Linked DNA regions of Mus musculus: all the other regions are linked to region 4. The links are chromatin contacts, called in public HiChIP or PLAC-seq and promoter capture Hi-C maps. All regions are on one chromosome and are shown on one strand. The core of a region is the stretch at or near the end of the contact, and the rest is flanking DNA. Distances in the headings are between cores, read along the strand shown.

Region 1 (4,929 bases), core at 768-3,267, 130 kb after region 4:
CTCTGAATTGGGAAAATGCATCCATAAAATTGACCTGTAGCATGTCTGTCATGCATTTTTTTATTGGTGATTGATTTGGGTGGGCTCAGCTCACTACAATTGGTTACACCCTTGGGCAGGTGGTCCTGGGTGCTATAAGAAAGCAGGTTGCTTAAGCCATGGGGAGCAAGCCAGTAAGCAATGCTTCCCCACGGTCTCAGTTCCAGTTCCTGCCTCCGGCTTCTGTCTTGAGTTCTCTTCATGATGATGAACGATGATTGGGACACATAAGTGGAAGTAATGCTTTGCAAGTTGCTTTTGATCATGGTGTTTATCTCAGATACCAAGATTCTGACGTTTCACCCGGAAGCAAACAGAGTCACAGAAAAAGTGCCAGAGGACCTGCATTGGTTTTTGGTTTAGTACAATGAAACACACTCAAGGCAGGCTAACTTCATTAAAGAAGTTGGCTGACCATTTTGGAGGTTCATGGATATGGTGCTAACAATGACCCAGCCTTGGTAAGGACCTTATAATGTGATAGCGGGATCTTGTGTGAGTGGAAGCAATCAAATCCTACGGAGAGGCAGGAAGCTAACGAGCCTGGTGCTCCGTGATGCCTCAAGAGAAAAGACTGTCAGTTAACCTTAGGATCTGCCATTGGGCTCACATCTTAAAGGCCCTACTACCTAATCTTGAATACCCTGGGGATCAAGACATGTGAAGTCTGGGATGGAAGTGAAACACACAAAGCAAGAGCCACTCTGGTAAAGACGTGATGAGATTCTAGAGCGAATGCTGTTTTGGAGCCCTCTCGAGTGACCATCACACCCTATCTTGCTCCCATCTATGCTCTGTTTTCTAGTAACACGTGATAAAAACATTTTGAGTATCTGCCCTCTGGTGAAGTAAGGCTTAATTACTTTGAATTTTTATAGTTTTAGAGGAGGAGGTGGGCACTGGGCTGGGGGGGGGGGGGGCTAATGCCAAGGAACCTTGAAGTCTCCCAAGAGACAAAGACAGGGAAGGGGGAAAAGGACACTGCTTTGAGGTAGAGACAGCCACTGAGTGGACCAGAACCATGGAAGGCCAAGCTTAAATGAGGTAGAAATCAGAAAAAACAAAACAAAACAAAACAAAAAAACAGTAGATATCTGCTTGTGGAGGGATGACAGTCATTCTTAAAAGCACTGGAGGGCAAAAAGGGGGATGGAACAGGAGCATGACCAGGAAGCAGCTGGAGGGAGGTGTCATACAGCTTTTCACCTCCAAGGAGACTTGGATTTGAATAGTTGAACATCCTTCTGGTTATCGTCCACAGGACAGAGCGAAGCCATACTTCCTAAGATTACAAATACAAGGGACAAACTTTGAAACTCTGCTTTATAATTACCTAGAGGCAGATGTCCCTCCAATCGAAAGAAGTTTATTTCTTGACTGGGGACAATGTCTTCTCAGCAGCAGTGACAGAAACCACAAAAGGGACATGGTAGTTTTAAAGTGTGGGTCTCTTGAGACTCCTCCTTGATCGTTTGAGTGCTTAGGGCGACAGGTTTGTCCCAACTGTTCTCTTCTCCCTGGAAGACTCTTGGTCAGACAGTACCTGTTCCTACAACCATAGCCCATGCAAGGAAGCCCCTTCTCCCTAGTGGTCTCCTGAGAATATGGGTCTGGCGTGACTGTGTTATACCTCTATGCCTTTGTGTACCCAGGGCCTCTAATCTAAAGTATCTTCCCTTCAGGGAGAGACCACTCATCTAACACCAATTCCACTCCTCTGAGTCAGACTTGATGTCATCCACTTCCTACTGGGATGTGTGTGAAGAACAGCTTGGGATGAGATTATGAATCTTCTCCCTTAGGGACAGAAAATGCTTGTTCGCTCCTCTGTTCCTTGTGACTCAGTGGCTGATGCGTGGTAAGAGTATCATAAATATCGGTTGCATTGGATGTCCTTCTCATCCTGCACCTATAACAGCAAGTTACTGTTACCATGGAACTGACCATATGTTCTAGAAGAAAAAATAAAAAGTTTGTGGTTGGTTGAGTAATTCTCCCCATTCCCTCGAAGAGGTCTACATCCTTATTCCTGAAATCCTTGACTGCTGCCTTATATGGCAAAAGGGACTTTGCACATGTGACCAACTAAAATAATTCTTGAGATGAGGAAGTTCTCTTGGGTAACCTAAGTGGTCTTATTGTGACCACGGGGTCTTTCTAGATAGTGGAGGAGGGAGATGGAGATTTGATGGGAGAAGGCAGGGAATGAACACAAGTGATATGATGGGGCCACAGCCAAGGCTCCTAGAAGCTGGACATCGATATAGATGCCTCTGTCTCAGAGCCTTAAGGAAGAGTCTAGCCCTGCAGGCCTACTGCAGAGAAGGAGTCAATGGTCACAGCTTGCAAGGGGCTCATTTGTGTCGACTCAAGGAATGCTGACAGCTGGTGGAGGTGGGAGGTAGTAGAGGTTTTACAGGGGCGGAAACCTTGGGAGTGGGAATGAGTGACCAGCTGGTCTGTGCTGGCATCAGAATGGGCAGCAATGCTGGGACCTAGAGGCAGAGGTGAAGCGTCTGGACTCTCCATGCCAGGTCCTTCCATCTTTCACTTTCTGCCCAGTGGGATTTTAGGACATGCCAGATACCTCGCCCCCACCCCATCTCACTCAAGTGTCTGTCCTTCAGAAATATCTTTTCTGCTCTATGAAGCTCATCTCTTTAGTAAATTTTAAGTTTGTTTTAGGAAGACTGAAGCTGATTAGAATACTTACTTACCATTATGGTAAGCATAATTGATGGTGCCTTTAACCTCCCAGAGCCTTTGAGCCTGTATAAAGTGTGAGGACTCAGAGGCTCTCTAGGTGAGGGTCTATAAATTCCTTCATCAAGGAAGGCCTCCTGAACTGGGTGAATCATCTGGTTGAGTATTTGAGAATCTCCTTTCTCGTATACCATCTGGTGATCCTGGAATGTTTGTTCTTTCACCATCTCCAACTATTCTCCCTGAGGTCCTACCAAGTCAAGTCTAACCAGTTCGCTCCAGATGGGGTCTTACTGCCCAGACAGGCTGGCCTGGAATCTGCTATAATCTATAGTTCAGGGGAGTCTAGAACTTGAGATCTTCCTGCTTCAGCCTCCTAGATTCTGGGGTTATTCATGTGTCACTCATAATACCAGGTTGTTCTCCTGGCTCTTTGATCTGAACATGGGCTGCCTGAACAGTGAGTTCTCCACTGTTGTCAGCTGATAGCTCTGTTTGCCTACAGGGGAAGTTTAGATGGGATCACACAGTTAAACAGAGTGAGATGGGCCTAACTTTGAACTATTACTTAGGTGGTTTTATCATTGAAAAAATAGTGGTCTTATAAGTTAAGGAATATAGCCACAAACAGACAACTACTTCCCTCCCATGCCTGTACAGTCTCTAGAGCCACACCCCTGGTGATGGAAACTAGATTGGGGATTCTGGGTCTGTGGAAGGGAGACCAGAGAGTTAGCATTCAATGGGGACAGGGCTCAGTTAAGGAAGGTGAAGTGATTCAGATGATGGACATGGTGGCCATTGCGAAAGAATGTGACTGTGGCCAGGCAGTGGTGGCACACTTGGGAGGCAGAGGCAGGTGGATTTCTGAGTTCAAGGCCAGCCTGGTCTACAGAGTGAGTTCCAGGATAGCCAGGGCTATATAGAGAAACCCTGTCTTGAAAAAACAAACAAAACAAAACAAAAGAATGTGAATGTGTTCAGTATTGCTGAACTGTAGACTTCAAGATGGTAAAATGCTATATCTTATGTTATGCATATTTTGCCATAATTAAAAACATCTACTGGGTCTACCTTGGTGATTGAGAACTTTCCTGGCTTTCTCAGTGCCTTGGATTCTATCTCTATCACTACAAAATACATAAATAATTAAAGCCTAAGAAGTGAAGCTACTAATAATACCTACTTTTCATTATTATGTGCAACCATACTTCCAAGTTATAGTGACCAAAACAGCATGTTTGACATTTAAAAAACAAAAAACAAAACAAAATTAACCAAAACTCAAAAACCACATACTCAAAATAACAAGACAAAATGCCAATTCCAGAAGTAATCCAACAGATTTACAGCCAGCTAAGTTCTCACTAATGCACCAAGACTATATACAGCCAGTCTCTTCCATCAGTTGTTCTAGGAAAACTCGATATCTAAATGCATAACAGCAAAACAACAACTGTACCTCTCCCCTCATAGTAAATCAACTCCAAATGGGTTGAAGAGAAATGGGGGACCCCCAATTATGAAATAACTAGAAGAAAACCACAGAGAAGAGATCTCAGGACAGGACCCCAAAAGCACAGAATCCAAGGACAAAAGCTGAGGAGATCTCAGCAAAGGAAGAGACATAGAGAGCGATGCCATGCAGAACAGGAGGAAATAATATTTGAAAACCACTCATTAATTAGAACTTGAGCCAGGGCTGGGCATGTGACTCAGTGGATAGCGTGCTTGTCTAGCATGTGAGAGGCCTTGGGCTCAATTCCCCACAATGAATCAACTGGACACAGATGCACACTTGTAATGCTGGCACTCAGGAGACAGAGGCAAGAGTCAAAGGTCAAGTCCAAGGTCACACCCTTGGTTTCATGGTGAGTTCGAGCCTACATGAGAGCCTGTCTCAGGTAATAAAAACAAGCGCAAATAATCTGAATATACGTATCTCAAAAGAGATGCAGAGAGCTAAAAGTGTGTACAACAATTTTCAAAATCACCAATCAGGAAAACGTGAACCAAAGCCGCAGAAGGTACCATCTCACCCTACTTAGAATGACTGCCATCAAACAAGCATAAGTAACCAGTGTCAGTGGGAATACAGAGAAAGGGGAAGCCTCAGAATGCTGGTGGGAACGAAACTCAGTATGGTCAGGATGGAAAAGTGTTCTCAGAGGACTAGGAATAGAATTA
Region 2 (5,068 bases), core at 1,358-3,857, 200 kb after region 4:
CCACCATCCATCCTTCCGCTCTCTAGCTGTCTCCCAATAGAGGAATATGACCTTTAATTGTATTTAATACCAGCTCCTAGTCAAATATAACCGGCTGGGATGTATCAGATGCAGGTAAGCTCTATGTAAATTAAGCTGACTGTACACACACTTCCCTGTCACCTTCCTCCAAGGCCTGCTACTCCTGTGGAGCTATGCCACTAGGCTAGGGGCCAAGAGGCCAGTCTGGAGAGGCAGAGAAAGTGCTGGTGCAAGGAAACAGGAAGTTCCTATGGAGAAGCAGATGCAGGCATCTGCGTGGAGCTGGAGAGCACACAGCCGCAAGCAGTCAGTTAGGAGGAGGGAGGGGGAAGTGTGTGTGAAACTAAAACTAACCTGGAAAAGAGGGTGGGAGACTGCCAGACCCTGCAGAGCGAGAAAGGGAAACTGACCGACTCTTGATCAACTTCCTTGGTCTTTGCTCCTGTGTTGCTCTTTCGAAGTAGGTCTCTTACTTTGGATCACTTAAGAGGATGCTTTTGTGACTCCCATGAGAAGTCCTCTTCGGTGGGAGCGTAACCCCTTCCTTGTGAGGTCCCCGGGACAAATCACAGTTTGATTCCACCAGAGTTCCAGCAGTGTGCTTCTGAGGTTTGCTTACAGACCATGCGTGAGAGGCTGCTGGCAGGAGCACAGGTGACCTGAAAGCAGCCTTCCTGGAAGGTCTGCAGTCAGCATGGAGGTCAGGGTCCCTGTGCCCACACAGATGGCAGCGCTTCGGGTTGATCTTCCCTAGCCTCTCTAACTTAGCATCTCCCCCGACCTCAAGGTCACGTGCACTTAGGAGTGTACTTAGACCATGAGGCTGGGAGGAGCAACAGGAACAAGAGGTGAGGGTCCACTTAACCTCGGTGTTCTCTCCTTCTCTGAGGAAATGTCATCAGGTTACATGCCCAATTGTGACCGACTCTTAACCTCCTAACTTTAGGCATTCTGTTCCTGCCCCATTCCTTTTTCTAATTACTCAAGGGGAGGAGGTGGCGGGGGGTGGGTGGGTGGGAGGGGGGATTAAGGACAGGCTGTGGACTGAGAGAGTCTACATTGTATCATGGTGTTAACCTGGCCATCAGCATGAAGAGATAATTGTCCACTGGGACCTGATTTTGACCTTACACTCTGGTGTGACCATCATGGCCTCCATCAGAGACTGTGCACTTTAAGAGATGGCCTGTACCTAGCTTGCTGTTTAACTTTCCCTTACATCTGGCCAGACACTGCTGCTCTTCCCAGACACCATCAGCAAGCCTTTGTCTTCCTTGCAGAATCGAATACGCTTACCTTGTGATTTAAATGTAAGCTCGGAGAAAAACGGTGGCCCAGAGTGTGTATGTGTGTGCATGCGTGCACACACGCTGACGAGAGAAAAACATGAGGCCTTTGCAGTATGCAGGTTCTCCACCACTGAGTTATATTTGCTTTGTACTTCTTACCCATCCCTTCAGACTTAGATCTTACTTTGGTCCAGTTTTATTGTATGGATCATGCACATGCCCACCTGCCAGTCCCCCCCCCCCCCCGCCCCTTTTGTGGCACCTCCTTACCATTGCTATCCTGGGCAAAATTCTGCTGCAGGTGGCAGGCAATTTCAGTTTCAGGGTCTCCGTGACTTCTGATGGCAGCTCTGTATCACTGTGTTATAACATCACTGAGCTCTGGCTTCTTCATTGTCCCAACAGCCCCATGGGTGTAGGTATAAGAAATGTTTTCGCCTACAATCACAAAGAGGAAGAGGAGGGACACTGGGTCTCTGTTCTCTAGGCCTTGTAGGAAATATGGACTTGTTCCTTTTGCCTCATGCATGCGAATCTATAAGGAGGTTGGTATTGTTGACATCAAGGGACTGGGCACTGTTCATAAGGAAATGTCCCTTAAGTGTGACTGTGGCAAAACTGGAAGAGTCTACATCACCACCCAGCGTGCTGTGGGAATCATTGTAAGCTAGCAAGTTAAGGGCAAGGTTCTTGCCAAGAGAACTCATGTGTGACTTGAGCATATCAAGTACTCTGAGACCAAAGACAGCTTCCTGGAAGGGGTGAAGGAAAAGGATCAGAAGTCAAGGAAGCCAAAGAGAAGGGCACCTGGGATCAGCTAAAGTACCAGCCTGCGCCACCCAGAGCTGGACACTTCGTAGGAGTCTGAGCTGCTGGAGCTAATCCTGTATGAATTTGTAGCTTAAGGTACGAAAAGGAATAAACAGCCTGGACTGTGAAACAGAACCAAACCAAACCAAATGGAAATGTTTTCACCTGCCACACATTCAGTGGCAGGAAGTTAAAGTACCTTGCCCAAGTGTTTCAGATTCATGGTGAATTTTGTTGCTAATAACTCCTCCGTGCCCGCCTCCTTTCTCCAAGGACTCCATTGTAACTGTATGACTCCATCTTCCTCATTCTGGGGACCTTACAGCCCTTTAAAATATAGTTGTAAACTCACTTGAGGGCCTCTTAAAATGTACCCTCTTCCAGAAAAAGGATCAAAAGCAAAAGTCAGTACACACAGAGGCGTTTGCTGGATAACAACGGTAAGAGCAGTTCTGTGGTTTCCCTGGAGGCATCTGCTGCTCCTCCCCACAGCAAAGCTGGGCTCAGTGCTCCTTAGCCTACGCACTTCCTCACCAGGGTCTCACACCGTATCCTCCCTCATCTGTACATCTGGGTCCTTCCAGACCCTGCTCCTCTTGCTGTGGCTGTGGTTCCTAAGAACCTGGGGTTGTTCAGTTCAGAGCTCTAGGAGGGAAGGCCCCCGGTAATCCTGTGCTCTCAGCTAGCTACTTGGAGCATCGTAAGTACTAGCAGTCCCTTCTAGAGCATGCATGCCAGGTCTCTCATAAAAACTTCTCTTTGCTGCCTAGGAGGTTATGTGGGGCCACTATTTCTATCCACATGGCCCTGATGTAGCTGTTTTTGGTTTTGTTTTGTTTTGTTTTGTTTTGTTTTATGATAGTTAAGAGTCCCTTCATTGTTAAGTTCATGAATGTGATCGTGATGGTCAGTCTTGGTTTTCAACTTGACTAGACTGAGAGGGGGCAATAAGATCAGTTGGATATAGCTCAGAGGTGCCTGGGAAGGCATCTCCAGAGACAGTCAGATTATGATGGCAATGACCAAATCAGTGATTAATGATGGATTTATAATCCTATGACATTAATGGGAAGTGGTGGGTATTTTTAGATTTGGGGTTGTGGGTATTTTTAGACTTGGAGGAAGCGGGTCACTAGAAGTGTGTCCCCAGGGACTATATATTGTCCTGTTCCTCGTCCTCATCTTTGTGTCTTAACTGTCATGAAGTGAGTAGCCGTCCCTACCAACCATATCTTTTCCACTGTGATATTCTCACTGGCCACAGGCCCATCAGCAATGGAGCGAGCTGGCCATGGACTGAAGGAAACTATGAGCAAAAATAAAATTGCCCTCTTTTAAGATTGTTTCCCGCAGGTATTTTCATGGTAAAAGTTGATAAATATAACTATATCTCTAACTGTTATGGGATACATAGGGACTAGTTTGTATGAGGAGCATAGAAACCACTCAACCTCAGAGGAGCTTTGGGGATACCAGGTGTTAGGTTGGAAATGTCTACAGTGTATTGAGTGTCATTCTTTTGGGTTTTCTTTTTGTCTGGAAAACATCGGTATTTAGTTGGCTGAAGTCCGTGAAAAGTTTGAAATCGTCTCTGTGGTCACATGGTTCTGTTTAGTAGCTCCCTCCAGCTGCAGTTTGGGAGGATGCCAGAGTTGTATTAAGGGTTAGCCTTAGCCCAGCTTGCTGACAGGTCAGTGGGATAAGAGTCCTTTTATCCTGGGAGCTACTCTCTGACATTCCTCCCACCCTATTGTCCTAGGCCTTTGGCTTCCTCTTCTCCTTATTAGTCTTAACAGTGGTTCAGCGGATGTTCAACTCTTCTTGCTCATTCTATAGTCGTCCAGGTGTCTCCTACTCCACGGTCTTCAGGTACTCACAGCTGCTGAGTTATCTCCGCACAGGTGTCTTGTGAACGTGAACCCTTCCTCCATTGCCCGTTGGCATAAGCCCTAGGAACGTCTCAAATTTAGCCTAAGAATAAATTCATTGTCTTGCTCTCAAAACCAAACGATTTTCTTCATACTCAGTTTTCATGAAAGACACTGCATTCCATCTGATTGCCCAAGCCCGCAGTTCAGCCGAGTGGGGGTGGCCTGTTGATCTCTGTAGAAAGCAGACTCTTAAGATGGTGGTTTGCAGAGTGAGCACAATCAAAGCACGGACTGGAACTGTCTCCTGATTTACACCTCTTCTCTACCCTAAGAAGAAAGGGGGAGGGGGAGTATATTTATCATGAGACTCATTGATGCTGAACATACCTGGTGTTCTTAGCAGCCTTTACATGGGATGGATTCTCTCACTCACATTTAAGGCAATACTGAATACCAGTGTTATTGATAACAGGCACGTGGGTCACCTTACTTAGTGGGGTCACCCAACAGCAGATCAAAGGCCAGCAGTACAGGGAGACATGAGGCAAGAGTAGATAGTTGAAATGGGTGGAGGTGAACCATCTCCCAAGGGTTCCTGGAATGCTAGCCCCCGAAACCAGAGGGGGAACAGAGGGGCTTTGTGCTAAATGTCACTTCTCTGTTTTCTCTTTTGCTCCAGGTTGCGTTACAGTAAATATTTTGGGGGTGTCACTGCCCTCAGCAGGGAACAGTTTCTCAAGGTGAATGGATTCTCTAACAACTACTGGGGATGGGGAGGAGAAGACGATGACCTCAGACTCAGGTGAACAGCAGAGAAGGGACCTTCCCGGGGCTCTGCTCTCAGGGCTGACCTGGAAACCCGCACTTGTGTGTAGTTCCTGGACATGCCAGGCCAGCAGGTCCTAAGGCTGCAGAGTTGGGCTTAAATGGTGCCAGGGTGTGTGTGTGTGTGTGTGTGTGTGTGTGTGTTGATGGTAAAGATGTACCCATTGCCCAGAAATTCCTAACTATTCAAAAGCCCATAAGTCAGAGCTGTGATCCCAAGGGCCTCCTGGGCAGACAGCAGGGGACCTTTTC
Region 3 (4,597 bases), core at 325-2,824, 180 kb after region 4:
ACCTGTTCTGGGAGTTGCATCATCTAATGTGTGATGGCTTTCCCATATCAATTACTAATCAAGAAAATCAGTTCATAGGCTGGTCTGATGGAGATGATACCTCAATTGATGACTCTAGTCTATGTCAAGTTGACAAAAACTAACTGGTATAATGGTTTAAAAAAGACTGTGAACTCAAAGTGTGCCTGTGTGGAAGGACTGGGAGTGGTGATAACTGTGTGTAGTTTAGTGGCTATTTGTAGCAGGTAGGATAGGCCCTGATTCCTTTCCTTAGCACTAAACAGTAAGTAAATACACAAATAAATGAAAACATTTTAAAATTGTTAACTTGTATCTGTTTGAACTCCATGGGACAGAAGGGAGACCAGTCTTCTACTGAGAGATTTCAGTGTTTCTTCTGCCAGGGTATAGTAGTCTCAGCACCTCCCAGTGCTCTTCAGAGGGGTCAGCATGATGCAGGAGGCTCGGACTACAGGCTCCAAATTCCATCACAGTGGTGACACAGATAAGTGGCATCAAAATGGTCCTAGGCCTGTTTAAAGCCCAGTACCTCAGGACTGATTCAGTTTGCTCCTTTTTAGAGCAGCGCTTTTCACCCTTCCTAATGTTGCCGCCCTTTAATACAGTTCCTCATGTCGTGGTAACCACCAACCATAAAGTTATTTCCTTGTTGCTTCATAGCTGTAATTCTGCTACTGTTACGAACTATAAATATCAAATATGCAACTCCACACGGGGGTCGCGACCCACAGGCTGAGCACCCTTGCTTCACTTGCGATGGATCAGGTGATTTTCATGTAGCTTCTCAGAGAGAGCTGGCAGCATGCAGACTGTTGTGCGCCTATGAAGACCTCACCATTAGTTTTCTATCAATTTTAGCCTAATTTGATTATTATGATTATATTTGAAATATTATGATTCGCATAATATCATTTGGTCTTTAATTTGGTACAATGCATGGCTGAGCAGGCTATAACCTATCAGGACTTTAGACTTTCTTGAGGATGTGTCTAACCCTTGCCCCAGGATGGCTATAAAATCAACCCAACACAAACTGTAAACTTACTTAAACTACTATGAAGGCTGAAGTGGTTTTGTGTGTGTGTGTGTGTGTGTGTGTGTGTGTTTGTGTGCTCGATTTCAGGGTTCTCAAACATGAACTTTATAAATGACAATGTCGCCTGGTAGTGTCACGCAAAATAAACATGTAACTGTAGACTTCTGGATTCTATGATGTGGCCTGAAGCCACCCTTCATTTAATGTTGCCCAGAGAAGTCAAAAGGTTGCACATTCCTGTAAGTCCAAAGCGTCACTTTCCTGCTCTGTAAAGCACTGGGATATGATCTCTTTTCCAGGTTCCGGTGATGTCCCCGGGGATGGAATCTGAGAAGCGCCCGGAGCCTAACTAGTTATCCTCAGTACGGTTTGTGATCTAAAGACTACGGTGTGCACCCCTTTTAATTCTCAAGCTCCCGCAGCGCGTGGTGGGATTGGCCGGAGGGAGGCTGCACCAGGTCTTGAGAGAACCGGGCAGACCCGCCCCCTCGATGGCGCTGCGCGCGAGGCGGAGCCGGGGCTGCAGAGCCGCCTCCCGGCGGCGCAGGCGGTCCACGAGCGCGATCCCCGGGGCTGCTCCTCACCACCTCCCCTTCCCCGGGCGGCCTCCCGGTGGCCGCGTCCGGGGTGAGTACGCCGGGCCCGAGCTCCGCTGCTGCGCGCTCCGAGCGGCCATCGTCGGGCTGTGAGCCGGGTGGGTCCACGGGATGGTGCCGGGCGGACGCGGAGCCTGCGCGCTCAGGCCTCGGCGCTGCTGTCCTGCCGGCCGAGCGAGCGGCGGGCGAGCTGGGGGCCTGCAGAGGCCCACCTTGGCGGGGCTCCGGCTCCCGTGCCGGCGCCCCAGAGCTCAGAGCTGGGGAGATGTTGCGCGCAGCGGGGAGATGCAGGGTGCATCCGGCCGCGTCCCGCGTCCGGGTGCTTGCGTCTCCCGGCGCCTCTACCTGGAAAAGGCCCATCCTTCTCGGTCAGGGTCAGACAGCCTTTCACCTGGGGAAACAGCTCATCTGATCTGTACTTCCATGCCTGAAAGGGCCCGAGATACCTTCGGCCAAGCCAGGGGCACTCACATGGGGTTTGAAGGGCTTGAGACCCACCTGCTGTGTGTAGGTCGGGCACCTGTTCCCTCCAGGGTCTGTGGATCTGCATCACTGGATCTTCTGGTTTCCCTTAGATAAGGGCGATTGGTTAGGAGTTCGGGTGCTGAAGGGTGTGGGAGAGAAGTATCTAGAGAAGGCCTTTGCGGGGAGGTAACCTTAGGAGGGTATTAGCCAAGTCTGGTGCCTGTGGGTTGCAAAGTGTTCAGAAGTGAGCCAGGAGGCAGGAGGATGTGGGGGTGCTCCGGGCGCGGGCTGATCTCCCCAGTGGTTTGGTAATGAAAGAGCAGACAGAAGGTGGTAATTTGAGAGTTGAAAAAAGGTCTCTCGGTCTCATTTAAAAAAATTCATTAACTGGTGTGTGTGTGTGTGTGTGTGTGTGTGTGTGTGTAATGAATCTTCAGAGGATATATGAAACTCAAGGAATGTCAGATATGATTCAGTTTGAGAAAGTGAAATTCAAGATAGAGTTGAAGGCTGCCGGCCCCGCTCCCCCCCCGCCCCCCCCCCCATGCCAGAGCGTGGAGGAATGCACCTCCTGGGAAGGAAACACTGCGTTGTTGATGGTCTTTTCTTTTCTTTTCTTTTCTTTTCTTTTCTTTTCTTTTCTTTTCTTTTCTTTTCTTTTCTTTTTTCTTTTCTCTTCTCTTCTCTTCTCTTCTCTTTTCTCTTTTCTCTTTTCTTTTCTTTTCTTTTCTTTTCTTTTTTCTTAACAGTAATAATGATTTTGACATTTTTCTTTAGGATTTTTCTTTTTTATTGCATATTTTCTTCATTTACATTTCAAATGCTATCCCCAAAGTCCCCTATTACCCCCCACCCCCACCCACCCACTCAACTCCCACTTCTTGGCCCTGGCTTTCCCCTGTACTGGGGCATATAAAGTTTGCTAGACCAAGGGTCCTCTCTTCCCAATGATGGCCAATTAGGCCATCTTCTGCTACATATGCAGCTAGAGACACAAACTCTGGGGGGTACTGGTTAGTTCATATTGTTGTTCCACCATTAGGGTTGCAGACCCCTTCAGCTCTTGGGTACTTTCTCTAGCTCCTACATTGGGGGTTTTCTTTTCTTCTGTTCTTAAAGTGAATTTTTAAGAACAGATTTGGCCTCTGTGTGGACACTGAAAACTCCGTGAAATAGCACAAACCCCTGACCGCATTTGAGAGAGGTCCACAACTTTGATGGGGGACGGGGGCATCTCAAAATCAATTGCTGACCATGCCGAACTGTTTGGTGAAGAATAGGTAGGGAGGGCCGTAACGGCGGCTCCGTTACTACATTCTGTGTGCCACTTGATATAGGTATTTAGTCCCTTCTCTGAGCTGTGCTGGTAATAGTGTGTGCCTTGGGAACCAAACACCAAACAAACGTCTCTTGGAAGTCCTTTTATCCATACTGGGACCATCCAAAGAAAGTCAGCCTAGAACTCATGAATGCAGTCCAGACTGGCCTGGAACTGGGTGGGTAATCCTCCTGCTTCAGTCTTAGTGCTGGTATTATAACTGTGAACCATTGGCGACTTCTGGCTATTTTTTTTTTTTTTTCTTTTTAAAGACCATCAGAGTTACCCAGGTTCCTGTTTAAAATACAAATTTCTTGGCTCCACCCCAGACCATTGAAACAATGGGTGTGGACCCAGGAATAGGTATTTTAAGAAGAGTACAGAGGGTACACAGTACAGGCTTCTCTGGCTAATGCTGAAGTACACACACACACACACACACACACACACTCACACTGAGGATAAAAGTATGTGTGTAGATAGGGGTTTGAAAGGCATTTTTAGAACAGGTCCTCTTAACATTTATTTGATCAAGTTGCCACCAGCTTTATGCAACTGATCATTACTGTCCCCTGTCTATAATAATGTCATTTAAAAATTTTAGGATATTTTAAAGGACAACTAGTTATTTTTTACTTTTAAAAATTATTTATAACAGCTTTGTTTCTGGTAATGAGCCATACCAACAGTGAATTAGAAACACAGCTTCCTTAAATTTGTCTCAGTGACTATTTCTGCTGTTTTGTACAGGTTGCTATCATGAACACATGTACTGCACAATTGGGATTGCGTATACACTTTCATGTTATTTTTTTACTTGGCTATGGTAAGCTCTTCCTCCGTAGTTAGGGTCTTTTAAACACTCATTTTTTGGGGGTACATACTTATGTGCACATGCGCATGAGAAGGCTGGGGAACAAACATTTGTGTCATTGGGATTAAAGCCGGTGTCACCATGCCTGGCTTTTAGGGAGATTCTATAGCATAACATCAGGTTCTTGTGTGGTAAGCACCTCACTGACTGAACTCTCTCTGTAGCCCCTTAAACACCTTTTAATGAAAACATGTGCTCTAGGATGTGATATTGATGAAATCAGATCCCTGTTATTAACTTTTGAGTTCATCTCAAGGTTTTGCTATTTTGGCAGTGTGGACGTCAAT
Region 4 (5,105 bases), core at 1,630-4,129:
TTGGTTTGGTTTCAGTTCTTGTGTTTCTTCTATAAAATGGGATTTTGGTGTGCTATCTATCGGTCAACATGTTTGTGGGTTTATTTACTTTATTTTGGTAGGATCTTCTGTAACCAAGGCAGTCTTGGAACTTCCTATCTCCACTTCCAATGGGCTGAGAGCACAGACGTCTGCTGCTACCCCTTGAAGTTTTTGTTCCTTTTTCTGTGCTGGGGAATATTAATTCTGAAGCTCACTTATGCTAAGCAAGCGCTCTATCCCTAAGCTCTATCTCCAACCTGGTTGTGACATTTAGATGAGATATATAGTCCAGGGGTGGGGGTGGCGGCTACAGTTTCTAATAGACGTTGACTAATCCTACAGCTGATACAAAGATAGACGCCTGGGGATGATCTCATGGGAATTCTCATTTTGATTTTTCTCCTTTGGCAGATTTTTTTTTCTAAAAATTTACTTCTTGCCGGGCATGGTGGCATACGCCTTTAATCCCAGCACTTGGAAGGCAGAGGCAGGCAGATTTCTGAGTTCGAGGCCAGCCTGGTCTACAAAGTGAGTTCCAGGACAGCCAGGGCTATACAGAGAAACCCTGTCTCGGAAAAAAAAAAACAAAAAAAACCAAAAAAACAAAAATTTACTTCTTAATTACCATAAAGGGTGTCCTTGTCACATTTTCACACCTACTTAGTTTTGGTTGTCCCCTTGTCCTGCTAACATCCAGCTAGTACAGTACCTTTCCTCCTTCACTTTCCTCCTTTTTAAAAAAACTGTAGCTGTCTTCAGATCCCATTACAAATGGTTGTGAGCCACCATGTGGTTGCTGGAATTTGAACTCAGGAACTCTGGAAGAGCAGTCAGTGCTTTTGACCACTGAGCCATCTCACCCGCCCTCACCTGCTGCTTCCTTAAAGCCTCATTTCTCATTCTCTGGGTCGAGTTCTAGTTCCCTGATTGGTATCCATACTCTTTTCTACACAAACACACAGGTATACAATTCAAGATGCACAATTGGGGAGAGGCTGTGTGTAAAGTGCTTGTGATGCAAACGTGAGGCCAGGAGTCCTCCAGGAGCTATGCCAAGTTGGATGTGGTAGTAGACATCTGATTCTAGCAGGCCTGTGGGAGGATGGGAGGCAGAGGCAGGAGACTCCCCAGAAGCTCAAAGGCCACATAGCCTGTCATACGAAACAACCAATAACAAGGAGAACTGTCTCAGACTAGGTGGAAAGTACCCAAGGTTGTCCTATGACCTCCACACTCTTGGCCTGGCATTCACATGCCCCCCCACCCCACCCCCCACACATAAACAATATGCATATGTGAGGGAACACGTGGCATTTCTCTTTTCAAACTTGTTGCCTTACTTGATATAATATTTTCCAGTTCTATCATCATTTTTCTTTAAAGCTTAGTAAAAACCATCGTGGGTTTTTTAATGATCCACCCATCTGAAGATGCACATGTAGACTGACTCAATTTCCTTGCTGTTGTGAATGAAACGGTAGTAAACATGGATGTGCAACTATCTTTGGGTGCATATGGTCAGGACTGGTACAGCCAGGTCCTGTCATTGTGATTTTTGTTTGTTTTCATTTTCAAACACCTCCATCATGAAGGCCACAGTGGTTACACCTTTCTATACTGACACCAACTGTGAGTAAGGATCCTTCTCCTCTCCATCCTAGCCAACATTTTGATTTATTTATATCTATTTATCTTTTTTCTTGATGATAGCAAATCTGACTGAGGTGAGATGGCATCTCAATGTAGTTATAATTTGCATCCCCCTGGCCTCCACCGGCACACCAGGCTTATTCTTCTTTATTTTACCTTTTTCTACTTTAAAGATTTATTTATTTTATATATGTGAGTGCACTGTAGCTGTCTTCAGACACACCAGATGAGGGCATCAAGTCCCATTACAGATGGTTGTGAGCCACCATGTGATTTCTGGGAATTGAACTCAGGACCATTCAGTGCTCTTTAACTGCTGAGCCAACTCTCCAGCCCTATCAGGCTTGCTTCATTTTGATATCAAACTACTGACAGTTCTGGGCAACATTGGGCTGCCTATCTTTTTTTTGGGGGGGGGGGTAGGGTGAAGGCTAGGGATTGAACTCAGCATGGTAAAGTAAGCTGTACAATTGAGACTCCATATCTTTTTATTTACCACGTACTGTCCTCGGAAAACAGCTTACTCATCTTTGGAGCTTCAGACCCTTTACAGTATTGGCACTAGTGCCATCCCTGGACCTCAGATGTAGTTTTGTTTCGTTTTTTTTTTTTTTTTTGACACAAGGTTTCTCTGTGTAGCCCTGGCTGTCCTGGAACTCACTCTGTAGACCATGCTGGCCTCGAACTCAGAAATCCACCTGCCTCTGCCTCCCAAGTGCTGGGATTAAAGGCGTGCGCCACCACTGCTCTGCTCAGATATACTTCTAACTGTGAATTTATTGTTCTTAACAGCATTACTGAAGCTTGTTGCTGCGTTCTCTTATTTATTAGACTTAACTTTTCTAGAACTCATTCTTTATTTCTATTATCTACCTAGTTCATTATTTAATATTCAGTCCCTGCAAGGGGCAGGCGTCCGACGTGCTTGTCACAGTCGTTTGCATATGAAAGACGTGATCTTAGGTGGCATCTCCGAATTTCCCTTCTCTTCTCCAAGCATTTCTCTAGACACTAGCTGACTGGAGCCAGGGAAAATTTGGGGAAAAAAACAACCAAAAACCAAACTAACCAACAAACAGAAAAACTCCGCCGGGCACGTATGGGCCGGAAAGCCCGGGCGCCGGAGAGTCCCACTGCGCAGGTGCGCCGGGAGGAGGGCGAGCCAGCTCTGCTGGCCGCAAGCCTGTTTCCGGGGGCCAGCGCGACGCAGAGCTGACGTCATCGCTGTGCGCTGCCACGTCTCCTCAGCTCCCGGGCGATGGAGGCTGAGGATGATGAGTCTTGGTGATGGGGTCGGACTGTGCTTCTGACTTTAGCTCTGGCTCTGGCACGGACTCCCGGTCTGGGTCTGGTAACCTAGCGACCCGAGAGCTTTCTTCGACTGTCCAGTGGGATCCTGCCTGCGTCCCGGCAGCTGTTTTTGGAGCGCTTTAGAGGAGGGAGTGAGTTTGGGTGCCCGGGGTCGCGGCTGTGAAGCCGCCGCCTCCTCCCAGGGATCCCTCTCCGTGGCCAGCCTGTCCCATGCGTGAGTTTTACTTAACCTGCTTTGTCATCTCGCCGGCCCTGGCGTGCTTCGGCTCTTTCGGCCGCCGGCCTGAGACCACTAGGTGATTCCGTCTTGGAGGTTTAGTCCAGTCAAGTTTGTGGTTTCTCGCCTTCCACCTCGAACAATCTTACGCTGATGCGCCCCAGCCTTTTGCCCTCACCGTACTTTCTCTTTAATTGAGCAGGGATCAGCTTTCTTTGCCTTTAACAGTTTGGAGTCTTTGTCCCACCTGGCGTTTGTTAGCCTACAGTGGACTAGGGAACCTCGGATCCCTCTACAGTAGTAATGTTAAGCAAAAAAAAAAATTTTTTTTTTCAGAGTATTTTTAGTCGTATTTAGGAAATACGTGGTATATGTTGGCAGAACCATGTTTGCCGAAATTGAGGAAAACATAATGTCGTCGTCCGCCCACCTCCCCCCTGAAGATCTCTTTAGCCCTTTAATTTTGCACGTTCATTTAATTTCTTAGCGGTTTTACAGAAGCTTTTCTGAAACGGGCAACCATTTGAGTGAAATGAAGAAACAAACTCTGGTTAAATGACTTGGTCAAGGTCAGAAACCTGCGGCAAATCTTAGTCAGATTCCTTGATAACAACCTCATATTTTGGACAGAGATATTTCCTGTATTTCAAGTGATTTTAATGTGAAATTGCAAATTAGAATCGAGTAAGTTGTGGTGTTTCTTGTAGAATGCCACCTTGTAGATTGTAGTCTTGTTTTATTTAAGAAAAAGTCAGCAAGACAAGACACCAGCCGGGAGTTGCCTTAATGCTGAATACAGCTGAGCTCAGAATTTAAACCTCTGACCTTACCCCAGATCCAAGCAGTATATAGGGACAGGAACATTTATTTGAAAATTCAATCTGGATTTTATAAGATCTGCTCACTGAGTTTTAACATTTGCTTGTTATACTGACTTCTAGAAAAAGTTACAATCTTTCTTTCTTTTTTAATATTATTCAGATTTGAAATAAGTTGACAGTCATCAGCCTGGGTGGCAACTTCAGGTGGCACTGGAAATTACCTGGTTCCTGGACATGCCCAGTAGAAGGCGGGGTCCCAGTCGGCAGCAGCTAAGCCGGTCAGCTTTACCTTCCATACAGACGTTGGTCGGCGGCGGCTGTGGCAATGGGACGGGCTTGAGGAACAGGTAAAGAACATATAATTCTATGCTTAACACTTGGCATGATTTGTAATAGCCTGTTATCAGTGAGACTAATACAAAATAATTCTATTCAAATGTTTGCTTATCAAACTTATCACTGAAGTAGGAATTCTGCCTTTGAAGACTGAAAACTTAGTGTTTCACTTTTCAGAGTTCTTTGCAGGTAGAATGATGTTACGCAGGGACCACAAAGTAGAAGTGTCCATTTCTCTTTTCTTTTCCTTCCTTTTCCTTTCCTTTTCTTTTTTTTAACATAAATTTTTTTTTTTTAGTTTTATTTATTTTTTTATGTGTACCGATGTTTTGCCTGCATGTATGTCTGTGTACCACTTGCATGCCTGATGCCTCTAGATGCCAAAAGAGGTTATTGGGGGTTTAGATGGTTCTGAGCCACCATGTACATTTTGGGAACCAAACCTTGGTCCCCTGCAAGAGCAGATAATGCTCTCAACCATGGGACCATCTCTATCCTCCAACTCCCTTAAAAAATGACCCATTGGGTTCACTTTGTCCCGTTCTTTTGCTTCTGGTTGTGGGGCCATCTACTAAAATGGGGTTGACCTACCAGGAGCCACACCCTTAAAGAAAACGGACCTATCCACCCCAGGGGGCCATGAACTGTTCATAGCTCCTCAGTTAGAGGTGGGGGCTCATAAGCCTTTTCCTCTTCTTTAGCCCCCAACATTGTTTTGTTTTTCGAGACAGGGGTTCTCTGTGTAGCCC

Evidence for each region. HiChIP or PLAC-seq counts read pairs in DNA pulled down with a chosen protein or histone mark. Capture Hi-C pulls out chosen DNA fragments and counts their contacts.
Region 1: a contact with region 4 is called in an H3K4me3 HiChIP or PLAC-seq map of bone marrow-derived macrophages, with 2.4 times the contacts expected there. The contact joins the enhancer-like site here to the promoter of Tmem39a in region 4. A contact is called at or near these places in 3 of 39 promoter capture datasets (cranial neural crest, macrophages and neural stem cells), 1 of 484 Hi-C or Micro-C datasets (bone marrow-derived DN3 thymocytes), 7 of 115 datasets of contacts at active chromatin or transcription factors (the 230-238 cell line, bone marrow-derived macrophages, embryonic limb bud and 4 more) and 4 of 9 other capture datasets (adipose tissue, liver, macrophages and 1 more).
Region 2: an H3K4me3 HiChIP or PLAC-seq map of bone marrow-derived macrophages shows a contact between it and region 4, with 2.4 times the contacts expected there. The contact joins the enhancer-like site here to the promoter of Tmem39a in region 4. A contact is called at or near these places in 1 of 39 promoter capture datasets (the C10 cell line), 4 of 115 datasets of contacts at active chromatin or transcription factors (the 230-238 cell line, bone marrow-derived macrophages, memory CD8 T cells and 1 more) and 4 of 9 other capture datasets (adipose tissue, liver, macrophages and 1 more).
Region 3: a contact with region 4 is called in a promoter capture Hi-C map of adipose tissue. The contact joins the promoter of B4galt4 here to the promoter of Tmem39a in region 4. A contact is called at or near these places in 9 of 39 promoter capture datasets (the C10 cell line, cranial neural crest, frontonasal cranial neural crest and 6 more), 1 of 15 datasets of contacts at CTCF or cohesin (CD8 T cells), 1 of 484 Hi-C or Micro-C datasets (LSK cells), 11 of 115 datasets of contacts at active chromatin or transcription factors (the 230-238 cell line, bone marrow-derived macrophages, embryonic limb bud and 7 more) and 4 of 9 other capture datasets (adipose tissue, liver, macrophages and 1 more).

What each region holds. Positions count from the first base shown.
Region 1 is chr16:38,693,299-38,698,227 of GRCm38.p6, forward strand. The region is part of intron 1 of Arhgap31 (Rho GTPase activating protein 31); the gene reads right to left. Among named protein-coding and RNA genes, the nearest start is that of Arhgap31, 17 kb to the right of the region's middle. Within about 2 kb of position 2,018, at least 42 of the 459 cell types and tissues checked have an H3K27ac peak or open chromatin away from gene starts, as enhancers often do. A contact at or near this core is called in bone marrow-derived macrophages, where this site is marked.
Region 2 is chr16:38,758,399-38,763,466 of GRCm38.p6, forward strand. It overlaps B4galt4 (UDP-Gal:betaGlcNAc beta 1,4-galactosyltransferase, polypeptide 4), which reads left to right. Exons shown (of 7, transcript NM_019804.4): 5 at 4,671-4,793. Among named protein-coding and RNA genes, the nearest start is that of B4galt4, 19 kb to the left of the region's middle. Within about 2 kb of position 2,608, at least 58 of the 459 cell types and tissues checked have an H3K27ac peak or open chromatin away from gene starts, as enhancers often do. A contact at or near this core is called in the 230-238 cell line and bone marrow-derived macrophages, where this site is marked.
Region 3 is chr16:38,740,685-38,745,281 of GRCm38.p6, forward strand. B4galt4 (UDP-Gal:betaGlcNAc beta 1,4-galactosyltransferase, polypeptide 4) reads left to right here and starts at 1,575. Exons shown (of 7, transcript NM_019804.4): 1 at 1,575-1,684.
Region 4 is chr16:38,559,935-38,565,039 of GRCm38.p6, forward strand. Tmem39a (transmembrane protein 39a) reads left to right here and starts at 2,880. Exons shown (of 9, transcript NM_026407.3): 1 at 2,880-3,196; 2 at 4,181-4,367. The coding sequence starts at 4,255.